3 separate regions of the Sus scrofa genome follow, and all the other regions are linked to region 2. The links are chromatin contacts, called in public Hi-C and HiChIP or PLAC-seq maps. All regions are on one chromosome and are shown on one strand. The core of a region is the stretch at or near the end of the contact, and the rest is flanking DNA. Distances in the headings are between cores, read along the strand shown.

What was found. A called contact is a pair of places that touch in the nucleus more often than the background predicts. HiChIP or PLAC-seq counts read pairs in DNA pulled down with a chosen protein or histone mark.
Region 1: an H3K27ac HiChIP or PLAC-seq map of alveolar macrophages shows a contact between it and region 2. The contact joins two enhancer-like sites. A contact is called at or near these places in 2 of 2 datasets of contacts at active chromatin or transcription factors (alveolar macrophages and skeletal muscle).
Region 3: a contact with region 2 is called in a Hi-C map of skeletal muscle, with 5 times the contacts expected there. The contact joins two enhancer-like sites. A contact is called at or near these places in 4 of 47 Hi-C or Micro-C datasets (heart right ventricle, psoas muscle and skeletal muscle) and 1 of 2 datasets of contacts at active chromatin or transcription factors (skeletal muscle).

What each region holds. Positions count from the first base shown.
Region 1 is chr6:153,229,731-153,234,204 of Sscrofa11.1, forward strand. The region is part of intron 2 of LOC102165506 (a long non-coding RNA gene); the gene reads left to right. Among named protein-coding and RNA genes, the nearest start is that of FGGY, 19 kb to the left of the region's middle. Within about 2 kb of position 2,186, at least 18 of the 83 cell types and tissues checked have an H3K27ac peak or open chromatin away from gene starts, as enhancers often do. A contact at or near this core is called in alveolar macrophages, where this site is marked.
Region 2 is chr6:153,560,753-153,564,961 of Sscrofa11.1, forward strand. No RefSeq gene overlaps it. Among named protein-coding and RNA genes, the nearest start is that of JUN, 120 kb to the right of the region's middle. Within about 2 kb of position 1,674, at least 76 of the 83 cell types and tissues checked have an H3K27ac peak or open chromatin away from gene starts, as enhancers often do. A contact at or near this core is called in alveolar macrophages and skeletal muscle, where this site is marked.
Region 3 is chr6:153,124,381-153,129,253 of Sscrofa11.1, forward strand. All of the region lies in intron 5 of FGGY (FGGY carbohydrate kinase domain-containing protein), which reads right to left. Among named protein-coding and RNA genes, the nearest start is that of FGGY, 86 kb to the right of the region's middle. Within about 2 kb of position 1,846, at least 40 of the 83 cell types and tissues checked have an H3K27ac peak or open chromatin away from gene starts, as enhancers often do. A contact at or near this core is called in skeletal muscle, where this site is marked.

The DNA of each region.
Region 1 (4,474 bases), core at 936-3,435, 330 kb before region 2:
TTCCCGTCCATCCATGCACACTTTCAGAAGACGGAACATATTTCACCAAATAGGAGTAACATGAAAATAGCTTACAACTTTTCCCTCTGGAAATGGTTTCCAGGCCACCCAAAGCTGTGTCCACAAGTGTTTGTTTGTTTCCTGTGAAACTCTCTCACAAGAGAGTAATCTTCCTTATTAGAAATCTCCCTTATTAGAACTCACGGGAGCGCTGTTACCAGGATGGGGGTGGATCTTGGTGCAAATCAAGAGAGACGGCAACTCCGGATGGATGGAGTCCACAGAGGAGATACCCCCTTTCCAATATTCCTGATCCTTCAAGGTTCCTGATAAACTCCTTCTCCAAGAGACCTCCCTGGCTGGACACTTGATCTCCATAGCAGTCTCAGTCAACACCACACCACAACTGAAGAATTACCTGTGAGTCGAGGAGCCATGAAATATTTGATACAACCATCTCTGACTAGGTCACTCTTAGACTTTTTTTTTTTTTTTTTTTTTTTTTTTTTTGTCTTTTCCAGGGCTGCACCTGCGGCATATGGAGGTTCCCAGGCTAGGGGTCTAATCGGAGCTGCAGCCACCGGCCTACGCCACAGACACAGCAACACCAGATCCAAGCTGAGTCTGCGACCTACACCACAGCAAACAGCCATGCCAGATCCTTAACCCACTGAGCAAGGCCAGGGATGGAGCCCGCAACCTCATGGTTCCTAGTCGGATTCGTTAACCACTGAGCGGCGAAGGGAACTCCCCACTCTTACACATTTTTCTTTTCTTGTATGCAATGTGCCAGACACATCTGGGGTGAACTAGGTTGAGTTCCTCCTCACAAGTGGCAGGGCAACCACCTGTGAAGATATAATTAAAATAGCTGTGCATTAAGGGCTAATGTACTGGAATTTTTCAAGTAATGTAGGCTCGTAGAAGAGGTAGCAACAGCCTTCTTGGGGGTGCTCAGGCAGGCTTTGTAGGGGAAGTGGCATTTAAGAATGGTTCTGAAAGAAGAGCAAGAATTTTTTGAGAGAAAAAAAAATAGTCGTGAAGGCATTCAAGAAGGTTATGGCATGGGGGTGTAAATGGTGGCTGTGTGTTGGGGCAATGGTGAGACTCTCGGTTTGATTGGAAGGAAGGTATGCTGAGGGGTGAATTTGAGTTTGTTCTGAGACCTACAGGAGGCCTTATATGTCGGCTTTGAAGTCTTGGCTTTATCTTGTCCACAGGTAGCATTTTCCTTTCAATTATAGGAATATCTTGTTATATTTCCCCCTGATTATATTACAAATGTGAGTGTGAAATAGAATTTAGAAAAGACATCATAGAAAAGAGAAGCAGGCAACTGTATAGTAAAATGGTTACCGAAGATGGAAACAATTAAGCATAGCAATACCAATAATGGTTAGTTTTAATTAAAGACGTCTGGGACAAAGGACTGTACATACAGTGTGATTGAAAACAAATATATCAGAGAAGAAATGTTTTGCTCTTATTAAAAAAAAATTCCAGAGGAAGAAGATGGTTAGAAAGGAGACGAGGAGACAGGAAGGTGTGTTGAGTGCCCATTGAGTGTTACTGTTGCACCAAACTGCATCAGTTGTAATCCTTGGTTCATGATACACTCTCCTCATGTTAGCTATGAGTAAACACCCATCATCATTATTAATAGTCACATAAAATACTGTTGAACCTGCCACCAAGCATTAGCACTGGAACCTTGGCATTAACCCAAGCAAGTTAACTGCTTTTCAAACTCTTAACTGTTGCAATGGTTATTCCTTTCTTTTAATAGACAGTATGCACACACATATGCACACACATGTTTGCGTTTATTGTATTACAGAGATTCAGTCCGCCTGGTCAGATCACTATAGTTTATTCCTTTCACTGCTGAGTAAAAGGAATTACTATTCTGTTGTTGACACCATCACCATGCCTTTAGCTGCTCTGTTGACAATGATTTGGGGTTTTCCTTGACCACCTACTCTAAAGAACTCTCTGATTTTTTTTTTTTCCATCTCCAGTTTCAAATCTCCCACCAACTCTTTGAGATGGGTATTATTATCTTCATTCTATGAGTGAGGACACTGAAACTCAGAGAGGATAGGAAGCTTTCCTGCTGTCACATGGCCACACAGTGGCAGAGTCAGGATTTAATCCAATCCCCTGTGATTCAAAAGCCTGCAGTAGCACTTCCTCTCTCTTCTGAGGACTGGTTCTTCTCTAGATCTCCTTAAAGGCTCAGGAGACTTCCCCACCCCCTCCCCAGATAACTTTTGGTTTTTCTGAGTCCCTCTGAGTCACTGCTGGGGTGAAGAGGGGATTTCCTGTCAATATATGTCAAAACATCCTGTTCACTCAGGCAATTCCATGGGTAATAGTCAGCAGCACTATAAACTTCTAGTCCAGCCACCTGGGTGGGGCTGCATTGGCCCAACAACTCACTAGAATGGATTTCTTCCTCTCCCTCATTTGTGTCCTCAGATGGGTGGTGATGGTAGTGGTAGTAGTAGTAGTAGCAACAGCAGCATCAGTATTTTTGTTTGTTTGTTTTATGGCCACACCAGTGGCATATGGAAGTTCCCAGGCCAGGGATTGCATCCCAGCCACAGCTGAGACCTACGCTGTAGCTGTAGCTACACTGGATCCTTTAACCCACTGAGCCTGGCCAGGGATGGAGCCTGTACCTCCACAGCGACATGAGCTGCTGTAGAGGGATTCTTACTGCGCCACAGTGTGAACCCACTAGTAATCCTTCTCTTGGTTTTTTTTTTTTTTTTTTTTTTTTTTTTTTTTTTGTCTTTTTGCCATTCCTTGGGCCGCTCCCGTGGCATATGGAGGTTCCCAGGCTAGGGGTCAAATCGGAGCTGTAGCTGCCAGCCTATGCCAGAGCCAAAGCAACGCAAGATCCGAGCCGCGTCTGCGACCTATACCACAGCTCACGGCAACGCCGGATTGTTAACCCGCTGAGCAAAGGGCAGGGATCGAACCCGCAACCTCATGGTTCCCAGTCGGATTCGTTAACCACTGCACCACGACGGGAACTCCTAATCCTTCTCATGGAAGCAGAACTCTACATTTCCAAAGCTCTCCCTGAGTAGGAAAGTTAAGTACTATTAGCCCCATTTCGCAGATCAGGAAAACAAGTATTATGATTCAACTAGGCAATGGTGGCTTGAAAAAAGATTCCTAGTCCAGGCCCTGTCTGCTTTTTCCATACAAATAACTTCTTCCTTAAATATATCACATGCTCATAAAAACTTTGAGGGTCTGAAAACCCAATCTTCAGGCCATTCCCCCAACATCATCCTCATTATTGAGTGCCATTATTTCCCAAGGAAAAATACTCAGTCAGTTTCTAACCCATATAGTATCTGCAAACCATCAATTTTGCTAAATGATGGCCTCAATACAAGAAGGAGGCTGGTGATTACATTATGTGGTTTGAAGGTGCTAGAATAGCACCTCCCTTAATGTCTCTCTCCGACTGTCTGTCACTGAAACAGAAGCTTCACTCATCCTCCATTTGTGCTTATATATTTTTTTTTCAGCCTCCAAAAAGCTTTTAGAAAAAGGTGAGATCTAGTGTAGGTCCTAGTAAGGAAAATTATCAAAAACTTAAATAACGTGTTAGCTGTGTGTTCTTTCAGTGTTATGTTGGAGCACTATCTAATGGGCCTACTATAGGATTATTAATTTCTGATGTTTGGCATATTATTTACTGTTGTTTGAGGCTCAGAAATTGTGAAGAAATATAATAACTCATAAATTTTTTCCCCACACGGATGCAAGTGATTTTTGTTTGGAAGAAAAAGAACCCCAAAGATTATGGTTTTATTGCTCAGTAGGACATTAACCAGTTTTGTGTTTAACTGAGTAGTCTTATTTCAATGTTTTTTTCTTTGGTGCATATAAATATTTGGTGTTATATGTGCTTTTTAAAATGATTTTTTTATAATCTTGCTGGTTCCCTCATTAATGAGTTAGGTTACTCTTATATTTACTTTAGGATTGTTTATATTTTTAAAAAATTATACCTTGACAGTCCTTATTTTTTAATGCCAAAAAAGAGTTTTCTAGTTATTATTCCTGCATAACAGATTACCCTAACACAAGTGATATAAAACAGCAACCATTTATTAACTCACAATATGGTGGGCCAGAACTTTGTGATAAGCTTTCTGTGAAGTTTTTGTTTAGGGTCCTTCCTATGGTTATCGTCAGATATTTTATGAGGCTGTAGGCAGTAGTCTCAGTTGGCCTGGGGGTGTCCAAGGTGGCTTATTCACCTGGCTTCAGTTGATGCTGGTTGCTGGCTGGGAGCTCAGCTGAAGCGATCAACGGGAGCCCCCAGATACAGCCACTATAGCCTGGTGAGCTCAGGGTGTGTGCCAGCTAGAGGGTGGCTGCCTTCCTCAGGGTAAACGTTCCAGGAAAACCAGGTAGTGGGGCGTGGCTTTTACTGATCCAATTTGGGAAT
Region 2 (4,209 bases), core at 424-2,923:
GTATGACCTCTAACTTAGAACACACTCAAGTAAAAGTCCTACAGGCAAGGGACCGGTCATTAATACCATTGAATATTACCCTTCAAAGTCCATCTACCTATAGGAGCCAAACTTCTCTTTTGGCAGAAAAATAACTTCCGAGAGAGGAAGAGATAGGTCCAAGTCCACACATTAAATTAAGAGACAGGTTCAGAACCAGATCTTGGGTCCCTTGACACTGACCCATGCTCAGTGACAGTCTTTTTACGTTTCACTTTCTGTTAACAAGGAAAATTCAGGACTTTAGCAATTTGTCTTCATTCATTGGACACCTATCACTCAAGAGATTCACAGTAGGGTATCTAGATCTATATTGATCTAGATCTAAATGTCCATTCAATGCAACAGCAAGTCCACACAAGACGCATTTTTTTTTTTTTGGGCCATGCCCAGAGTATGGGAAACTTTCTGGGCTAGGGGTCAAACCCTTGCCACAGCAGTGACTTGAACCAGTGATAAGGCCAGATCCTTAACCACTAGGCCACCAGGGAACTCCCATGAGGCTGTTTTTAGTGTTAATTTCCATTTTACAGATAAGGGGCATGAGGCAGAGAGAACTTAAGTTTCTTACTCAAGCCCACAGCCAACAAGTAGTAAAGCCACGATTTGAGCCAGGGTTTGAGCCCAGGCAGTTGGGCTCCTAAGTCTGTACTTAACAACAACAGCGTACAGACCTTCCCAACATGCAAAAAAGTGTACAGTGTCTGCCTCTGAGAAGCACACTCCCTGGAGAAGAGAGACAGCCCACAAGGGTGTGTAGTCACATGCTACCCGCACCAGGAGAACAAAAGAGGGAGCGTTTGTTCTACTAGGGGAGGAGAGAGAGAATTAAGAAAGCAGCCTGAAGGAGGTGACTTTTATCATTTCCAGAGTTTTCCTTTGTTGAGGTGGGGAAGTTTGAGGTAGCTAAGGCTTAGGGAATATCATCACAGAGCTCCGGAGGCCAGGATACCAGGTATGAACAGTGTGTGACATGGCCTAGTTACTTAACTTCCAGGGGCCTCAGCTTCCTCACCTGTATAATGGGGATAATAACACCTGCCTTGTGAAGCTGTTTGAATACTAAATGAGATCATGTGCTCGCGACCCAGTGTTATTCCAATCTTTATTTACCTCTCATAAAACTATTTCCCTCAGTAAAAAATTTTAATTGAGCCCATTTTTTTTACACCCATGCTCCCAGTTGCATTAGTAATAATAATCCTAAGTGTCATTATTAGTCATTTGTAGTAACAATATAATTAATAATAATGTTAATTGGCATTGATTGAGGGCACTAAATACTTAATATGTATAATCTGTATCTATCTAATCGACTCCACAGAACCTATCTTAGAGATAGGTAGCATTATCCCCATTTTAGAGATGAGAATAATAAGGCTCAGAGAGATGAAGAAATTTACACGAAGGTCTCCTGGATAGGAAGTGGCAGAACTAGTATTCAGACCCGAGTCTGTCTGGCCCGAAAAATGTCCGACAGAGAATGCCCTGGGTTTGGAGTTCACGCCGGCCTTGGCCATGTCCCTCAGCCTCTTTCTCAGAAAGAAAACAAACATTCTAAGCGTTCTGCGTACACGTTGGAACAGGAACGCCCTGGAGAGGCAGGCTGAAGCAGGAAGATCTGTCCTTATTTGGAGGGTGGGGTTGGGGCCGTCCCTCAGCCTTGTCACCCAGCCTGGAGGTCCCGGCCAGAGCCGGACTGGAACTGGCACCGAGGTCGTCTTGGCGGGTCAGCGTGTGCCTTCTCCGGCTTCGGGTGGCTCTGGGCAGCCAGGGGCGACCGGCCCCCCGCAGGGACTGTCTGCCTGCCAGGGAGGCCGCTTGCTGGTGACCCAGCCCGTCCCCACGTGGGTGGCTCCCAGGCAGCAGCGAGTTAATCTGCTATCTGTTGGGAAGGCTTCCAGAACCCTCCTCCCAGCCCGTGTTTGCTCAGGGCTGGGCTCTTCAGAAACTGAAACCAGCGGGGCGCCAGGCCCCGCCAGCTCTCATGGGATCCTGCCTGGGTTTACCTTCTATGGGGAGGCCCGCGAGGGCTGGGCGGAGCGCGGTGTGCAGCCAGGCAGGGCCGGCGACGTGGCGACCGGGATCCCTCCCCTCCTCCCAGGAGTCACCCCGCCCCCACCCCGGGACCTGCTCCAGGCCCGGGGGGAAGCACGTGGGCTAACCAGCCACCAGGGGTGGCTGGAATCCTGGCCCAGCCCTGCACCCTCTGAGACATTGAATGCACCACTAAACCTCAGGAGTTTGGCTTTCTTTCACTATAAAATGGGGGTAAATAATACCTAGCCGCCAGAATCAGTAGCATCTGTACCTTAGTACCTCTGATCCAAAAGAAGGAGTTCCCCTCATGGCTCAGTGGATACGAATCTGACTAGCATCCATGAGAACACAGGTTTGATCCCTGGCCTTAGTGGGTTAAGGATTCTGGGTTGCAGTGAGCTGGGGTGTAGGTAGCAGCGCAGCTCGGATCTGGCGTTGCTGTGACAGTGGCATAGGCTGGCAGCTGTAGCTCAGATTCAACCCCTAGCTTGGGAACCTCCATATGCCATGGGTGCAGCCCTAGAAAGACAAAAAAAAAAACAAAAACAAACAAAAAAACCTCTACATATGGTCACTGTACTGGTGTGCTTATTATCAGTATGGCTGTTGGGTTGGGCAGCCTGCCTTGTGAGGTGGTAAGCTCCCATTACTCAAAGTGTCAAGCACAAGCTGAGTGAGATGGGGACAAAAAAGGAAAAATTAGGACAGAAAGGGACCCGTACTTGCCAGAGCCAGGTACTACTGACTTGGTCATCTCAGAATCACCTGGGAAGCTCACTCCATCTCAGATCCACTGAATCAAAACCCCTGGTGGCAAGTGTTTTAAAAGTACAGCTTTGCTTTCTTTTTAAAACCACTGATCTAGACCAATAATCCCAACATTGTTCCTCTTCAAAAGACCCTTATGTTCTTCCCTCCTACCCCATTGATTGCACAGTGGGAAAGATTTTATTGACCAAACTAGATTGGTTAACTCGCAATTAATTTATTTGCTTTCTACATAAATTATTAACCAAAGACCCAGAGTTCATCCAACAAATAGTCGTTCATTCAACAAATTTATTTGCTAAGCAACTGCTTGTGCCAGGCACTGTGCTGCGTACTGGGGGACAGTATGGGAGCTCTGTCCTCAGGGGCTCTCCAGTCTGGTGTGGGATGTAGACAGGGAATGAGAATTCAGATACTTGGCCCTGAAGCCAAGAGAATGTCACTGAACATGACACCCAGAAGCCTCACAGCGACCAGATAGAGTTCCAGTCAAAGGCAAAGAAAGTTGATGCACCATTTCTCTTTATGGCCTCGTTATACAGAAAGTTGGATGGCCCTCTCTGACACACACACACACACCTGCACTCATAAAAACACCTACATACACATATAATGTACAATGGCATTATTACTTTTACGGATTCCATAAAGTCCAGGACCCTTAGATCACGAACATCTAAGGCCTTATGAAGAAAAGAAGACCTTTTGGACCTAATTCCTACTTATGTGGCCAGTCTCCTTACCTGCCATGCACCCCTGAACACTCAGAGCAGAGTGGCTGAGAGTATGGGCTCAGAAGCAAGACTGCCTGGGGTTGAATTCCAACTAGATTCCTTACTAGCCATCTGGAGTTATCATGGGCCAGTTACTGTGTGATCCTAGGCACACAGGCAAGATCTCTATGTGCCCGGGTTTCCTCTTTGGTAAAGTGGTCCAAACAGAAGTACCTGCCTCACAGAGTGGTGGGAATTATAAACAGGGCCCTGAAAGCAGGTGCTGGGCACTCACTATCTGAGCTGTTACCATACTATATCACGGGTTGCCTTTGATGCTCTCTCTGCCTAAACAACCCCACCCTTTCTCTACCTGGAGAGCATATAGTTATTGATGTGATGTCTCCTCTCTAGAGCTTTCCTTGCTTTACTTCACTAAGCAATTGGATACTTTTTCCTCTAAGTCCCCAGAGCTCTTTTTATAGACTTCTTAGGTGCCTCTCATCCTGCAATCATGTTTCTAATTGTGGTTTAGGTGTTTCCCTTCCTTGCTGGATGATGAGTTCTTGAAGAGCAGGGGCCATATTTTATACATCTTTTCATCTCTAGGGACATGACAGTCTCTGGGACAAAATAAGCTCTTGCCATT
Region 3 (4,873 bases), core at 596-3,095, 440 kb before region 2:
AGGAAAAAAAAAAACTAAAATAAGTGGAACCTAGGGCATTTAGATTCCCTTTTCCTGAGATGAGAAATGCCTACACAGAAGTCCTTCCTGACTGCAACCCCTCCCCACCCAGAACATTCTACGACTCCCAACAGCTACCTGCACTCATGGGGCCCATGCAATCCGAGGTCCCCAAAGCTTCAATTTCAATGCATTTCCTTCAGGGGAAGCCCATCTCCACCACTGCCCAAAAGTCTCTTAAATTTTCCCAAACCATTTCGACAAAGCCCAGATCTCAGGGCCAGAGGGAGGGGGGCTTTTCACTGCAAACCAAACAAGTGGTGGAGACAAATGCAGTGTGAGAGGAACCAGGATTTCCATCCTTCCTCCCTTGCTGGAAGATTGAGCCACACCAAATGACATCGCTTAGGAGCCATGCAGACCTAGTTTCAGATCCAGCCTCTGCTCCTTCATGGCTGTGTGATGATGAACGTGTCCCCTGTCTTGGTTTCCTCATCTGTTAAAATGATACAAGGATCAAATCGGATAACGGGCATGCTGCCCAGGAATGCCAGCTCCCTTTCCTCTGGGTACACCTTTCTGTGCTTTCTCCCCCTTTTTGCCCAACTCTTGGGATGGGTAGGTCGGTCCTTTGTCTATGCTTTCAGCGTATTCTGTAGAGATCTCCGCTGGAGCACATCATTCTCTTATTCATTCAGCAAGTACCCCCTGGAAGCAAAGATGAACGTGGACATGCAACTGTCCTCAAGAGGCCTGCATCTGGTGAATAAGCAGGGAACCCTTCTCTACCATGACAGAGATGCTCCTTGATGGGCTGGAGCCATGCCTCCTCCTCGGACACGGGGCAGGTCAGACCCAAATGAAAATAATCGAGTCGGCCTCCCACCTCCCCATCTCCCGGCCAGCACTTCACCTCACCCCTCTCTCGGCTCTGCTCTCATCAGGCCCAGCCATGCTGGTCCACACATCCTCTGCATGCCTGGATCAATGAAGTTTGGTTTTACAGGGCACTGGGCCCATTGTTGGCTCTCACCTCAAGAACAAAGAAGAATACTGGCCCTTCCAAGGCAAAACAAAGGCCGACTTCTCCTCCATGGTTCCCTTTTCCTTTATGGGCAACAGTATGCAGACCCCTGGCCCTCCACTGAACTACATTTAAAACAGCTTTTGTGAAGGGTGGACACAGCGGCCATTTTTGTGTATGTGCCTGCCCGCAGCAATGAACTGATTGTAACATGAACAACGTGCACTTCTTCCCACTTCTGACAGAATAGATGACATTGTGCTGAGGGCCAGGGAGGGGGTGGGGGCCTAACGAAAAAAAAAAAAAAAAGCCCTAAGGTTTATTACAAGGAATTCTGATAAAAAGCACTTCGAAGCCTCTTTCCCATCATCAAAAAACCACACTGGGCAAGATCAGAGCTTAACAGCCGACAAAAAAACACATTCAATCCCTGAGATCATTTTCCTGAAATAGAAAACTACATATGTTTCTCAAATTTCATATCAAGCCACTGCAGAGGCCAGACTGCAGGGCTGAACTGGGCCAAAGTCGGGGGGGGGGAGGGGGGGGATGGGATGGGAAAGGGAGTAAACAGAAGAAAACGAGCCCATTCTTCCACATCACCACGTTTCTCTAGCACAATCTAAACTTACAAACACCCCCAGTTTCACAGAACTTGTAGTTAGGGTTGCTTATCGGGCAGTCTTTACTTTGTCAAATTAAGACACATTGCCTTGGATTAGCAAGACTCCTTAAATTCAAAATGACTTCATGGTTGGCTCGGAGTTCAGTGTCTCTAGGGCCAGCCGCCAGGAACATATCCACTGCGGAGCCCCGCTCCTCTCCATATGACCTGCCTGACTTTTCCATGGAGACAGCAGAGCAAAATCCCAGGCAGACAGGCTGTCAGTGTTAATTAAAAGTCCAAACACCTCTTTAGAAACTATCTGCAGCTCAATATTTATACAGAGTATAAGACTCCTAACAGGCAGGGCCGGAGAGGGGAGCAGGAGGTTGAGGGCGGAAATAGGTTTGACTGGCATTTGGAACCCATTAATTTTTAAAAGACAGGCTGCCACTCTAGGTAGGACTGAGAGAGGTTCAAAAACGTAACGAAACCAGAAAGATGAATGAGCTGAAGATTGTTTAGAAAGCCCGGGGAGAGTGCTCAGCTTTTGAAAAGAATAATATCTGGGCAATAATGAGAGCTGACACTTTTTAGTGGTGAATGCAGTTTTTGGCACATTTTAACAATGCAGGTTGACAATGTTTCATATTTAACAAAAGGAAAAGCAATCTTCTAAATGACTTGGGAACAAAGGGCTCCCTGACTGCAATTTCTTAATAACATTTAAGAATTCTCTTCAAAGGCCCTTGACTATAATTTAGAGCAAGGAAGAAAAATGAAGAAAACAAGAAAAAAAGAAGGTGTATTTAAAAAATAATAAACTAACTAGAAGAGGTGAAAAAAGAAGACAAGGATACAGCATTCTGACACTAAATTATATCCCAAAGGGTTGAATTTAATGTCAGGCTTTTATAATACTTCTTCCAATAACCTGAGCTTTAAGAAAGAAGTCAAAGGGAGACTTTGGTCGACACCATTACTTTTGGACTCAGAGGTTCAGTCCAGGGAGGGGCTAAATGGATCACCTAATCCAGCCACCACACTCTGCAGACAAACTGAGCACCAAGGGCCCAGGGTTACCTGGCTGGACCAGATATTTCTTCCAAGTTTCAAACCATGCCACCAGGTGTATTTTATGCTATGTGTCCTAAGGCCTCACCATCAAGGCCACAGAGTTCTTACAGTATCCAAGACTGAATATTGACACCGTTAATCAGACTGAAACTCAGAGGCTACCTAGAATCACACAAGTACAGCATATCCAAAAGTTCACAAGAGTTCACCTACAGTGGCAGCCATCCAGGATAGCAAACTGATTTAAGAGGCCACCAAGACCAAAATGTCCTGTCCCTCCCAAGGAAGGCCTTCCGGGGTCAGAGAAAAGAACTCTAAACAATATATGACTTGGATATGGTCCCCTTAAAACCTAACCCCTACTTCACTTAGCAGTTTCACCCTCACAGCAAGAACCTTCCGGGATTCTGTAATAGCACCTGGAAAACGTGATCTCTATTCTTGAGCATTTTTACAGTTTCAAAACATTTTCAGCAGGAGTTCCCTGATAGTTCTGAGGTTTAAGGATCTGGTGTTGTCACTGCTTTGGCTCTGTTTACTGCTGTGACACAGGTTCAATCCCTGGCCTGGGAACATGCCATGGGTGCAGTCAAAAATGTTATTTCAGCAAAGAATATACTGTCATACTATTTGTAAATGAGGACTCCCAGCCTGAGATTGCTCCACTTTTACCATATTAAAGAGCAAACAAGACTAGATTCTAAAAGAAATTCAAGGTCTCAGAGAAAACTGGTAAGCAAAGGAAATGCTATACAGCTACTCAGTTGAAAAATTACAGTCCTACTGGCTGTATGACTTTCAAGGGTATGGAACTCACATCTAGATCTATACCAAAGAGCTGAAAAAGACAGATGAATGGATAAAGAAGATGTGGCGTGTGTGTCTATGTGTATATATGTGTGTGTGTGTGCACATATATTTTATAAAATATGTATGCCACAAATGTGGCCCTAAAAAGACAAATATTTATATATATACATATGCACATGATGGATTATTACACAGCCTAAAATATAATGAAATAATGCCATTTGTAGCAACATAAATGGGCCTAGAAATTATTATACTAAGTGAATAAGCCAGACAAAGAAAGACATTTATCACATGATACTACTTACATGTGGAATCTAAAATATTCTACAAATGGACTTATTTACAAAACAGAAAGAGACCCACAGACAGAAAACAAACTTACGGTTACCAAAGGGGAAAAGGAAGGGGAAGGGATAAATTAGGAGTTTGGGATTAGCCTATATGCACTCCAATATATAAAATAGATAACCAACAAGGACCAACTGTATAACTGTATAGCACAAGGAACTATATTCAGTATTTTCTAATAACCCGTAAGGGAAAAGAATATTATGACTGAATCACTGTGTTATATACCTAAAACTAACAAAACATTGTTAAATTGTTTATATATACATATAAACAATATATTTAATGACCTAGAACAGTGCCTGATACACAGCAAGTTCTCACTAAAAAACAGGATTTTCTTTTTTTTATAAAATTATGGAAACTAGCAAATTCAGAACCACTTAATGAAGGGTGCATATCATATCGATCCAAGGTCACACACTTTTACCTCCTTTGTCCCAAAGGACAAAGGTGGGAATTCTTTTTCTTTTTTTTTTTTTTTTTTGTCTTTTTGCCATTTCTTGGGCTGCTCCCGCGGCATATGGAGGTTCCCGGGCTAGGGGTCTAATCTGAGCTGTAGCTGCCAGCCCAAGCCAGAGCCACAGCAATGCGGGATCCGAGCCACATCTGCGTCCTACACCACAGCTCACGGCAATGCCGGATCGTTAACCCACTGAGCAAAGGCAGGGATCGAACCCACAACCTCATGGTTCCTAGTCGGATTCATTAAACACTGTGCCACGACGGGAACTCCAAGGTGGGAATTCTTAACCTTTTCCATCCATATCTGCTTTACCAATGAAAAGTGAAAGAAGACAGCTCAATCTTCCCCAGAGTTTGCCTCATTGTGGCAGATAAAGAGGGATGGTCACTGACCCCATAGTAAGCATCAGTGTTCATGCAGGGCAGCAGCAGATTCCTAGTCTGTCACTCTGGTACTTCTGATAGGTGTGGATGAGAAGCCACGAACCTGAACAGCTCGTTTTTCCCCTCCCGCCCTGACAGCCTGACATACTCCGTTCTCT